Regions from separate parts of the Hordeum vulgare genome. Here region 1 is linked to region 2. Evidence: chromatin contacts called from public Hi-C data. All regions are on one chromosome and are shown on one strand. Each heading gives the region's core, a stretch centred on a gene start, on an enhancer-like site or on the middle of the called end of the contact. The rest is flanking DNA. Distances are from core to core; before and after follow the strand shown. Region 1 has its middle 200 kb from the start of LOC123450595. Region 2 has its middle 22 kb from the start of LOC123448857.

The links. Hi-C and Micro-C count contacts between places; a contact is called where the count stands out from the background.
Region 1: a Hi-C map of seedling shows a contact between it and region 2, with 5 times the contacts expected there. The contact joins two enhancer-like sites. A contact is called at or near these places in 2 of 6 Hi-C or Micro-C datasets (leaf and seedling).

The regions. Positions count from the first base shown.
Region 1 is chr4H:439,096,221-439,103,180 of MorexV3_pseudomolecules_assembly, reverse strand. No RefSeq gene overlaps it. Among protein-coding and RNA genes, the nearest start is that of LOC123450595, 200 kb to the left of the region's middle. Within about 2 kb of position 3,105, at least 1 of the 3 cell types and tissues checked has open chromatin away from gene starts, as enhancers often do. A contact at or near this core is called in seedling, where this site is marked.
Region 2 is chr4H:438,758,713-438,765,133 of MorexV3_pseudomolecules_assembly, reverse strand. No RefSeq gene overlaps it. Among protein-coding and RNA genes, the nearest start is that of LOC123448857, 22 kb to the left of the region's middle. Within about 2 kb of position 4,888, at least 3 of the 3 cell types and tissues checked have open chromatin away from gene starts, as enhancers often do. A contact at or near this core is called in seedling, where this site is marked.

The sequences.
Region 1 (6,960 bases), core at 1,856-4,355, 340 kb before region 2:
CCAACTCGCGGTATTAAACGGATAAATGTCTGTTTTTCGTTCATTTTTGACCTATCCCCAACCCAAACTTACGCGACGTTTGGGGAGAAATGAACAGCGCGCGGACGGTCGGGACGCACGCCCGTGTCCTCCCCTGGCCCGCCTGTCGGGGACTCTGCCGATTCATTCCCCCCAAGCCTCAACCGGCCCCTCCACACCCAACCCCGCCGCCGGCGCCGCCACTACTAACCGGCCGGCGACGACGCCCATCGGCAACGACAGCTTCCGTCGGGGGTGCTACAGAGCGACCTGTAGTCGGCCACCATCCGCCCCCGCTGCCTCGAGGTGATTCGCGGCCTCTTCGCCATCACGACCGCAAAGTGTTTTATATTTTGCCCATAAAGGTATGGATAGTGGAGATGAATTTTTCTTAAACCACTTCATTTGTTCATCGGATGATTCGTCCTCGGATGGCGAAGAACTTGTGGTGGCTGCACTGGTCGTTCATGACCACATTCAAAGGCAGCGGCCTCGGTACAGGGGGTCAGTGCCTGGCCGTGCGCCCAACCTGAACCGCGCGGGAGAGAGAGGCCATGCCTTGCTCTATGCTGATTACTTTCAAAATACCGCACTCTTCAAACCGAGGAGATTCCGTCACCGTTTTCGTATGTCAAGGCATGTGTTCAATCGCATCTGTGAGGGAGTGGTTCATCATGACCCATTCTTTGAGTGCAAAACGGATGCCTTTGGCAAGCTTGGATTCCCCTCTTATCAGAAATGCGCCGCCACCATTCGCATGCTTGCATATGGAATTCCAGGCGATCTTGTGGATGAGTACGTGCGCATGAGTGAGTCGACATGTCTGTTGTCAATGAACAACTTCTGCAAGGCCTTGGTAGTGGTGTTTGGCCCCGAGTACTTGAGGCAGCCAAATGCCGCTGACACAAAAAGGTTGTTGGTGATCAACGCTGATAGAGGCTTTGCAGGCATGCTTGGCAGCATAGATTGTATGCATTGGGAGTGGAAGAACTGTCCATTTTCTTGGCAGGGCCAGTACAAGGGGCATGTGAAAGCATGCACTGTCATATTAGAAGCGGTGGATTCACACAATCTTTGGATATGGCACTCTTTCTTCGGCATGGCTGGTTCTCACAATGATATCAACGTGTTGCAACGTTTCCCAGTGTTCGCTAGGCTTGCAGAAGGGCACTCCCCACCTGCCAACTTTGAGATCAATGATCACCACTACAACAAGGAATACTACCTGCTGATTGTATATATCCTCAGTGGTCAACTTTTGTGAAGAAAATCTCAAACCCCCAAGTAGAGAAGAGAAAGAGATTTGTCCAAATGCAAGAGAGTGCTAGAAAGGATGTGGAGCGTGCTTTTGGTGTGCTTCAATCCATATGGGGTATCGTTCGAAATCCTGCATTGACATGGGACGAAGGGAAGCTTTAGGAGGTGATGACTGTTTGTGTGATCATGCACAACATGATCGTGGAGGACGAGCGTGATGACTCCATTTTCGATCAAGGATTTGATTTTCAAGGTAACAATGTTGAGCCCCTGCACGAAGAACCGGCCACGTTTGACCAGATTACCCTATTCCATCGTGAAATCCTGATTGGCACACTCATTTGCAGCTTCAAAATAACTTGGTTGAGCACATGTGGGATCACATTGGAAACTAATAGATATATTGATTAATTATCTTTATTAAAGACAATTTCGATTTGGTTGTAAAATTATTTTATTCGAGACAATTTTGATTGGGTTGTAAAACTATTTTTATTAGAGACAATTGATATTTGGACGTGCAAACTTGTTTAAAACATTGATAAATATGAATATATGGACATATTAGCCGTGGCAGACATCATGCGGCCGAAGGATGCGTCCGCGTGCTTGGGCGCACGGCCACCGCATCCCAGAATAGGCCCGGACACGACCACATCGCCCGCCTAAGGCCAACTCGAGTGCACGACCCCATCCGGATGTCCGTTTGGCCCGGATTCTGTCCGTTTGGGGCGGACGTTGGGCTCGTGTCCGAGCCATTTCTGGGATGCGGTGGTCGTGCGTTCAACGCGCGGACGCATCCTTGGCCGCATCCTGTCCGCCTCATTTTCAAACACAAACATTCGAATGTATTGCTTCATTTGCTCCTCCTTGCCTTGTCTCTTCTTCTCGTCCCTGACTTTCTTTTGAGACATCATGCCATGCAAAGTCTTGTGTGTATGATCTTGTATGAATGCTCTTTTTCCTCTTTTGAGCTTCCGCTCTTTGGATGAGCTCGTCAATGAACAATGGCTCACCCGCAATATCGATTTCGTCCTCTTCTTCTTCATTACCTTCACAATATATGACATCTTCTTCATGCCACGATTCACCATGGTCGGCCTCAAAAGTCTTCATCGACCATGTAGTCGCTGCGACCATCTTCACTGTGGGTCTCCATTGGACCGAAGGCCCCCCCTGCCCCCCCCCCCCTTGAAAGGCCTCGCCACGACCCTTGAAGATAACATTCTCCATGAACTTGTCGTAGAAGGGGTCGTCGACCGTTGGCGTCGGTGTTGGCATTTCGCCGAATAGGACGACGGGCGACGACATGGTGGCCGTAGACGGCGGCCGAGCTTGCTTTCTTTGCATCTCGACGTACGGGCGGCCGCCGCTGCAGGACCCCGACGTGACGTTGAGGTCGATGACGGCCGAGGGGCGCGGCGTGGACGGCGCGATCACGCTGACTTTCGGCGATCCCGACAAACCGGGGGGGGGGGCGTGGGAGGATTTGGGGGAGGGGGAGGGAATGAAATGGAATGAGGCGTGGGGATGGGAAGGCCATGTTGCTTTGTGCCACCGACGAGCGGGCCATTGAAAGAAAGACGCGCGTGTCCCGTCCGTCCGTGCGACATGCGCGCGCTATCCGTTTCACCTCAAAACCGGATCAAGTTTGAATCAAAAATGAGTTCAAAGCGGGCAGAAAACGGACAAACGTCTGTTTACGCCCGCGCGTTGGGTCACCTGATGTGTTCATCTTACCTTAAATATGAACGGACAGGATAGGGTCGTGCTTTGAAGTTGCCCTTACATGATGGGACTCATCGAGGCATCAGCGTCGACCTTTCAGCGCTAAAACACGGAGGCTATAGTCGATCGAAGGCTCGCGTGGCATATTGCCACTAGCCCACGCCGGCCGCCGTCTTCGCTGCCGCGTTGGCCGCACGTTCGAAACTTCCAATTCCATGGAAACAAACTGTATACGTAGTAGACGCTCGAATCGCAAGTTGACCCGGCCGCTCGAGGCGCTCACAGGCAAGAAACGGCAGCGTCTACCCCGTTGTGAGCGTTCGTAGGGTGCGAGTCTATGTTCAAGGAAGCTAGCATACTCGGGTTGGGATCTCAATGGCCACACAGCATAAATAATGATTGGGAACACACTCTTCCTTTATTCTTTTTGCGGGGAACGTTCTTCCTCCTGTTGGCATATTAAGATTTTGTCTTGCATAAAAGTAGTACTACCTTCGTCACGCTTAAACTTAAGTGCATTTTTTAATAAACAAGGTTTAAAACGCATTGTATTTACTCTTAGCATTTAATTAATACTCCATTATACTACTTTCATGTGCATGAGTAGTGTGAATGTTATTTTTTTAACTAATTTCACAGCCAATCAATAACCATCTAGGTTCTACAAAATTTTCATGCACGCCTTCTAAACCGTGACGGAGGGAGTATGTAAGACGTGATGTTCTCGTACCCGAGCTCATTTAGTATGTAAGACGTGATGTTCTCGCACCCGACCTGAAATGAGTTCGGGTGAACACTAAACTCAAAAAATATTTAGAAATGGTCAAAAATATTTGAATTTTTTTATGTCAAACATTGACAAATGCTATAAGAGATTACCAAATTTCATCTTGAAATATATTTGTGAAAATCGTGGCAATTTTTTTGATATTTTGAAAATGCAGAACTTGTTTTTTTTCACGACTTTCAAAAATGTGATTTTGTGCTGAAATTTGGCAAACTCTTAGAACATTTGTCAAAGTTTGCCTAAAAAACAGATTTAAAAAAAAATCAAATATTTTTGAAGAAATTGTTTATCCCATCTTATTTGAACTCGGGTGTAGAAGGGCACTTTTGTAGTATGATTGCGTTTATAAGAAAATGCTTTAGAGAAAAACAGGTATTTGACTACACTAGTCTAGGAAAATGTCAACGAAGATAAGTGATAGGTTACCAACACCGGAATCACTCTCATCCACATAGATAGTTCACAATTCGGTTCCTAGATAGCTATTACCGGAGGGGATACACGAATTTGGTGGAGGGGATCGGTGGAGAGAAGAATAGAGGAGGTAGCCGCCGCCGTTGTCGTGATCCACCGGACGTCTCCTCACCCTCTGCGCCGCGGATAAGTAGGGCGCGCCCGAGCCTCAGTTGGTCCATGCTGGACCCTGGTAGCGCGGGTTGGGCTGCCTGGAGCGTGCGTGTCGGGTGGCAGCATGGACTTGGGGGGCACTGCCTTGTGGGCCCTCTATGTGAGGTACGTTGACATCTCCCTTCGCTTCGGACGAGGCTTGCCCCCAAGCCTCTGCATGTGGGAATCATGCGAGTAGACTTGCCTTGTCTTCCGAGGTAGGGCCCAATGCCGACGAGTTGGATCACTGGATCTTGACTTGTTCGCGGACGCCATCTTTGTGTTTGCGCCAGTGGGTTTGCAGTATAGCTATAGGAACAACCATATCGTCAGACCAGTGTGGAAGTTGTGGTTCAACGGTCATACCCAGGAGGAGGGCGCGGCGAAGCAGCGACGCGTGAAACACCGGGTGCACTGTGGCTTGAGGGGGCAGCTCGAGCTTGAACGCGACTTCATTGATCTTGGCGACAATAGGGAAAGGCCCATTGTGACAGCCCGATGCCGACGTTCCAGAAGATCCCCCCCTTTTATTCCGTTTCTGTCGTGTGGATTCATTTATTTGTTGCATCTTCATCGCATCATGCGCATCATCCATATTGCATAGGCATCCCGTTGCCGCCAGTTTTCAAACTTGCATCCGTTGTTAGTTGCGGGTTCCCGTCGTTGCACGTTCGGAGCCCGACCACACTCGCACGCGCCCGCGGCATTGTTCGAATCTTGTTTTTAAAAGTGTGTTTAAAACTTTCTCTGATTGGGTTGAAACTTGACGTGCGGTCTTATATAGATATAGGTAGGCCGCTTGCCAAATTTTGTCGCAATCGGAGTCCGTCTGATACCCGAATGGTCGACCGTAGCGGCACCATCTTCGGTTATTCGTGGGACGTGATTCGATGTTTTAAATCGCGTTGCCGCGCCGCACTACTTCCCTCTCATCTCTGTCTAAGCCACTCTGCATGACCCATCTAGCCAAACCTAAACCTAGGACATTTCCGGGACCGTCCGATCTCGATCGAACAGCCCGAAAACGGTCTCTATCCCTAAACCTAGCTCCTCTTGCTATAAAAAGGAAGGCTAGCCCTTCCTAATCTGGCCTAACCCTAGCCTCCTTGGGATCCACGCGCAGACAACCAGCTCCCCGCCGCCTCCTTCCCTGTCTCCTTCCTCGCGCAACCCTCCCAGCCCAGATCGGGGCCCGCCCGAGCCCATCTGGGCCCGGGGCATCCCATCGTCACGCCTGCCGCCCGAGCCGTGCGCTCGCCCCCTGCTCCTCCCGAGCTGCTTCCGCAGCCGCAGGAGGCCGCCCTCGTTGCTGGTCCCCTCGGGCCGCCACCCTCCCCGTGTGTCGCTGGCAAGCCGTCGGAGCGACGCCCCTTGTCGAGGCCCAGCTCGCCAGATCCAGCGGTCCTCTCAAGCCGCCGCGTCTCCTCGTGCGCCCCGGCCAGATCCACGCCACCCGCCAGCTGTGCCCCTCCGGTCGCCGCCCCGTCGGATCCCAGGCCGTCTTCGCCGCGTGCCGCCGCCCGACGACCTCCATACCAACCGCCCCTCGCTCCCCGTGCAACCGCCGGGTACTGCCAGAGCCGCCTCGGCCTGTCGCCGCCGCGACCTGCTCCCGATCGGGATCTGGACACGGAGCAACCGCTCGTCCCGCCCCTAGGCTGGCTCCCCGCGTGGGCCAGACCCAGCAAGCAGCGCCCCAGGCCGGCCTTTGGCCAAAGGTGAACACTTCTATTCAGCGCCCATGTGCGTGTTTTAGTGCCTAGTGCCCAGCCTGTTTAGGCCCGTTAGAAATTCGGCCTGTTAGTTATTTCTTTTAGGATTCCGATTTATTCTTTTCAGAAAAATAGCGGTTTTTCAAATGCTCGTTGTTTCTAAGCCGTAAGTCGGATCGAGGCGAGTTTTATATGGATCTTGTGTAGAATCTCGTGTAGATTTTGAATTTGCAACTTGCATAAATGTTTGAAGTAGTTTGACGTGCCTAACGCCTAGTTTTGCGTGCTATCTCAATAAGATAGTTGCCTGTATTTATTTTCGCGCGTGTCCGGATTGCTAGAACTCCGTAGATAAAATGTTCATGTTTTAGGAACCCTTTTGCCATGTATTTTAGAGTAGTTGTTGGTTTTTTTGCATGTAGGATTCCGTAGCTAGTTCATTATACCGTGTCTTGGACATATTCCCGCATATACGTGTGGCGTTATTTTTATTTTGCAACCCCTCATGTTATATATGTTTTCGGGGTAGACAAATACATAGGATTTAACTGTGTATTAAGTTTTAGCTTTTGAGCAAGTTAGTTCGCGCGATATTTTGCTATGTTGCCCTCTTGTCTATTTTGTGGGATTTATTCCGTCCTTGATATGAGTTAGTTGTCAATTAGAGTTTTGCCCTTGGATATGTATGCAAGCCCCTGGTAATTTTGGTTGCAATAGAAATCCATGTTTAGGTGTGGTTTTCTTGCTCTCAACCTGCTAGGAAATAGTGCTAATTTGGAGATGCTGAAATATTTCTAAGTCTGAGATCTGTTATATTTTGTTGTTGTCTTTGCATGAGTTTATCTTGTGATC
Region 2 (6,421 bases), core at 3,639-6,138:
ATTACAAAAATCTGCAAGGCAAAGGCGGAAGAGACCTCCGCATTCATAACCTTTACCAACAAAAAGTCCATATTTCGTAACAACTAATTTATTAGACTCGAATACCAAATTAAACCATTCTCTACACAGAAGGGAGCCACTAACAAGATTCTTCTTGATGCCGGGGACATGCTGCACGTTTTCAGCTGCACGATCCTATCCGAAGTAAACTTCAGATCGACCGTGCCAACACCAAGAACAGAAGCACTCGCGTCATTCCCCATCAATACGGACCCGCGACCTGTGGCCTGATAAGAAGAGAACAATGAGATGTCAGCACACACATGAATATTTGCACCCATGTCCACCCACCAATCGATGGACTCACAAACTAAAAATACAGTAAATAAATTACCGTACCCAGATGCACCACTTTCATTGTTGCCCAGAATCATATTGGCGGACTTGGAGTCCTGCGCCGGCTTCTTGTACTTGTTTTGGCACTTGTTCGCCCAATGTTCATCTGAATCACAAGTAAAGCAGCCCTCTCCCTTCTTATTCTTCTTGAAGGTCTTCTTTTCCTTCTACTTGAAGTCGGTATTCTGTTGGACATATTATTTCCCTTGGGCTTGTGGGAATTGAAGTTCCTCTGATGTACCATATTGGCAACACAAGGGCTTTCAACCGCTTTTCCATTGGAGTCCTTCGCTCTCGAATTCTGCTCAACACTCAGATGGCTGATGATGTCCTCTACTGAGAACTCACGCCTCTGATGTTTCAGAGTAGTAGGAAAGTTCCTCCAGGAATTAGGGAGCTTGGCAATTATAGAGCCTGCGACAAACTTGCCCGACAAATTGCACTTAAGAACCTCAAGTTCTTTAGCTATGCATATTATCTCATGAGCCTGTTCCAATACAGAACGGTTGTCAACCATTTTGTAATCGTGGAACTGCTCCATAACAGACATCTCACTCCCAGCATCGGTGGCCCCGAATTTAGATTCGAGCGCCTCCCACAGATCCTTGGCAACATGCATGTGTAAATATGCATCAACCAGCTTATCTCCGATCACGCTTATAACTGCTCCAAGGAATAGGACGGTGGCCTCCGCGAACATCTTCTCCTGTTGAGGAGAGATTGTTCCCGTGGGAGTGACACCGACTACCGAGAACACGTTCATAGCCGTGAGCCATAAGGTGGTTCTCGTTTGCCAACGCTTGAAATAAGTACCGGTAAACTTATCCGGTTTCAGTGCAACAGCAAAACCATTACTCAAAAAATTCCTACACACATTAGATTTTTGAATTGTTGAGTAAATAGGCAATTTTCCGAGTAGATTAATCCACAAGATAATAACTAGCATGGCATTGACTAGACTAATGACATACTGATCATGAACTAATCTAGCACATACTACGCATATAGTTGATACATCTATGCATGCCAGTAGTATTGCTAGGGTTGAAACGAACAGGAGTGGGGTAAACGAGTTATACCCTCCGGTAGGCCAGTTGGACGTAGCAGCGGCGTTGGCGGCGGACGCAACCGTAGCAGTAGCATCCTCTGCCCTCTTCTTCTCAGCTTCAAGGGCAAGACGATCGGTCTCGGATGGTTCATCCATGGCGATGACGAGGACGACATGGATGTAGACGAAGAAGACGGACGGAGGCAAGGAGTCGCGTGATCGCTCCCCAAAAACCTAATCGCCCCTCTCCCCTACAGGAACCAGAGAGGCAGGGTTTCGGAGGCCTGCTCTCCCATCGATCGTGTACGCGGTGAACGAGACGGAGTCGCCGGCGGCAGCAAAGGAACGAGCGCGTGAGGCAGATGTGATCTGATTCTCGTGACGGCTAGGGTTGGCGTTAGCCCTGCTTATATAGGTGGCCGGGTGGAGAGACGTGGGGTGAACCCACGTCTGAGTCGGTAACAGCCCACGATCCGACGTCTCAGACCATGGCGCATTTTTTACGTATTCTCCGATCCTGGCCGGCAAAAATAAGCACGTAGGTATGAGCTCGGCTCGGCTCATTCCCGCAACCCGCGTCGCGTCGTGATGAGACGTGGCAAGGCTGGCGGCGGAGGAGGAGTGCGCGAGGGCCTCTTCTCTTCTCACTCTCGAATAGCATGTAGAAGAAGACCCTTATAAAGGAGTCCAACTTCTCCTCCACTAGCGGGGTGGGACTAAACTTCCCACCACCACTTTGTCATGCCACCACCTACATGAGCCCTTGGAGATTTTTGAAATTCTCTTATGGGCCTAAGGCCCACTACTAATTTCAACAGAAAGCAATAGCAATAAATTGGATATGATCAAACATTATGCTTAAGGTTTGGGTCTTGTCCATCACATCATTCTTCTAATGATGTGATCCGTTATCAAATGACAACTCATATCTATGGCTAGGAAACCTTAGACTTATTTGATCAACGAGCTAGTCCATTAAAGGCTTACTAGGGACACTTTGTTGTCTATGTATGTACACATGTTTTTGAGTTTTCAATCAATACAATTATAGTATGGATAATAAACAATTATCATGAACAAGAAAATATAATAATAACCACTTTATTATTGCCTCTAGCGCATATTTTCAAGAGGATCACCGACGTCCTTGCTGATGCCCTGTCTTGGGTTGTTGTTGCGGACGGGCGGGGTCGATGCGGTCGCCTCCTTGTCCCCGTCAGAGAAGACGATGATGCCACCCTCTTCACAACTGCGGCACCGCTCGACGATCTCATCCAGAACGATGCGCTCGCGCTCGATCTCCTCCCGCACGTAGTCCTTCCGTGACCATTTGTGGCCGACATTGAGGTCGGCGACCATGGCCTTGTGCTCCTTCTTCACCACGACGGTCACCGCTGGCTCCTTCTTCGACTTGACAAGGCGAAGGTGGTCACAGGGTGGGGAAGGTTGGCGGCGACCCTCGTTTATGACGAGGTTGCCACCGCGGCTGCGTCGGCGAAGCGACGTTTCCTGTGTCTCGGGCTTGACGGCGACGGGTGGCGTCGTCGCACCGGAGGATCGAGAGCCGGAGGACGACGTTGACGCCACCGTCATGCGCCTCAACAGCCAGCTCCCGCTCCGGCGCGAGAAGGACGTCGTCGGGTACTCCAACGATGACTCGTTGCCTCCCTCGAGGTGCTCGAGGACGGCGTGGAGCGTGCGCCCGGGGGCGCCCCACAATTGACGACACACATCAGAGTTGTGGCGCCCCCTTGGCCCTGAAGCACCATTGCTGGACGCCGGCTGCTCTTCGTGGCGGCGCTGGAAGTACGCCGTCCACACGGGTTGGTTGTTAGGGGCGTATGTGGGCTGCTCACGCGCGTCGACGGGCAAAGACTCTTGGATCCTCGTGATATCAGCCTACCACTCTGCGCCGGAGGGTGGCGGTGGTACGGGGACGCCGCGAGCGCTCAGACGCCGCGCGCCCGACACGCGCATGTTCGACAGCTTCGGGTAGTTCGCCTCATGAAGAAGACGCGCCTCCCACTCGTGTAGAAAGCGGTGGCCGAAGTCGTTGGCCACCGCTCCGGTGCGAGGGAATCGTTCCACCATGGCCTCAAGGGAGAGATTTTCCGATGGTGAAGGCGAGAGAAATGAGAGATTGGGATGGATGGCGAGTGTGCGGTGAGCGGCGGCGAGGCACGACTTTTATAGCGGGGAGAAGGTCGAAGCGGTGTGTACGCATGACGGGAAAGGACGAGACGCGTAGTGGCTCGCCATTACCGCACCTTCAGGCCTTGAAAACCCAACCGGTGGCGCGGGAGCCGAGGCGGTGAGAATGAAGCCTCTCATCAACGCGCAATCGCTGACTTGACGGGTCCACACGGAAGGATTTGACACGGTTTTGTTTTCGCCAAGAATTCCTTTTCCTCGTCGTCCCGAGAGTCCGAGCGCGTTGGATTCGACCTAGGTCCGCCGACATTGATTTAGGTTCGAACCGATGAAATTTGGACTCCTGAAGACGTGATTGGATGATTTTTTTTTATTTTTTTTTGCCCCGCGATAAGAAAAAAGGCCCGCGGGACGTGGAGTTGCTCTAAGTTTGCTAGCGTACGTAGCTACGCAAGGGACCATCTTCATACGAGCCTGCAGGGGACCATGTTCATACGAGCCTGCTGTAGTACGTCTGTAGCCGAAATGGTTAGCATTTCGTGAGCCATGCATGTATATACCAGAACTAGAGGATGAGGAGACAAGATACGCGTTAGACCACGTATGTCGCGAGAGCAGATGGATGCCACCTACTACATCCTGACAATGGGGTCATTAATACAGGGGGCTTGGGCTCGAACGTGTCATCCGCCAGGGCCCGTGTCGTTACTAGAGTCCATCCACTCGTGGTCTCCTCCGTATGGACCTTGATATCGATCGGAGTCCTGCAGCTTCAGTGCAGGCTGAGTGCATGAATTTTCATGTCACGACTCACCCTCTCTGTTCGTATCTATCTATCACATGTTGCCGGCCGATGTGCACGCATAGACCATGCGGACACAGGTGGGCAACAGGCCAAGACTCAGTCAGGGTCCGTTAGTTAGTATTATCATCGTTGTCGATTCAATGCTAAACATACGGGAGTCGTAGCAGCAAGCAGCAGGGCTTATCGAAACGAACCTTAAACTACTCTGCAGCGACAGATCAACGGACGCTCTGATGGTGCCATCTCGACTGAAACCAAGAACCCGAAACCACCTCATCGTTTGATCTCGCTCTCAACTGGGCGCGCGACCGACACGGCGGCCGGTGACGCAGATGAAATTTGACGTGACAAGCGTCAGGCCAGCCACTAGTACTACGTCCATCCCAGGCCATCAACTCGTCACAAGTCGGTCATCTAGCATGTACCAGGCCTGCCTTCTCTGTCGCGCGGCCTCTGCTACTGTTCGAACGGCGCGCACCGACACGGCACACACAGTGCATCCGAGGGAAGCAGGACGAAGTGCCGTACGGTCCGACGGAGGCGGTCTGCGCGCGGCCCGTCGCTTGCCTGGTCAGCAACTCGCCATTGTTTCCCTTTTCCTTCAAGTGCTTGGTTGCTACGCCAGCTGACTGGCTGAATCTTCTACTGAAGCAACTATGATTGCTGGAAAATGTTGCGTTTTCGACGTTGCGCTGTCACGCAGCCCTTTGAACCGTGTGTCATTGCTGCTCCAGCTCACTCGCAACTCTTAGAGCATCTCTATCAAATCCAATAAAAAAACAACCTGCAAAATACGTTTACAGTCATTTCATGTGTCAAAGATCAAACCATGTATATGAAACTGTAAAAAAAAATTACGAGTGAAACTGCATCATCGTTCTTCATCAAAATACATCATCGTTCTTCATCAAACTACATCATTCTTCATCATCAACCTACATCAGTTCTTCATACTACTAGGTAGGGGGAGGACTACGGGACGTGCAGCGTACCCGAGCCTAGGCTACCAAAAATGACGGATGCGGCGACGATGACGCGACGGAGGAGCCGGAGGAACTCAGTCCTCGTGAGAGTCGAGGTCGATCCAGATCTTGTCCTGCTCGGCCTTCATGACGCGTAGGTCCGCCTCCTTGGACGCGCTCGCCTGCGACGCTGTGACGCCTTGCTCGAGGAAGATCTGTTCGATCTCGAGGCCGTGGCGGTTGCGCGCGGCCTCCTCCTCCGCCTCCCTCATCGAGCGCTCCATGATGGCGCACATGAGGTGATCCTCCTGCCCCGGGGGAAGTAGTCCTCGGGGCCGATGACCCCTCCACGCGGCGGGACGAGGTTGTCCTCGAGCTTGACGGCGAGCGGCCTGAGCTCCTCCGGCCTTTTTTTCTTCATCAGAGTGATTTTCCATGAGGACGAGGCGCCCGAGGACGAACTCCCAGCGGCAGAGGAGCCGGAGGAGCCGAGGCGTCGGGCCGCGAGCTCGCGCTTGTCCTCCTCGAGCTCGCGGTATTCGGAAGCCGACGACCGTAGTTCAGCCACCTCCAGGACCCCCGCTTGTGTGCGGCGTCGGAGGCGCGGTGGCGACGGCGCTCGGCATCATCCCGTCAATTTCCGTGGCCGTCCATGGTGGGGACGGCCCGCCATGGTTTTTTTTTTCTTGCCGGCGGCGAGAAATTAGGGTGGAGTGGGAGATGAATCCAGACGGAGCTAAGACGATGGAGGATATGGTTTGACCTGTATCCGAGCGGTGAAACCGCATATATGCCTGTTGGGGGCTGTTTTCCCGGGCCACGGTAAAAAAAATTACGGGCCAGATGCGCGATACGGGGTCTGTTGTGGAAACTAAAACGGGACGAACACGTATACTCGCGGGAATTTTGTGGGTTCAGCCTTTTTACAGGGTGTGCTAGAGATGCTCTTAGGACATCTCTAGCCAATCTTCTAATGGCATCTTCAACGTCGACCCTCAAATCTCCGACAGTCGTTTAAATACGTTGTGCGGACCGCGAAAGCCATCAAACGCGATCTTG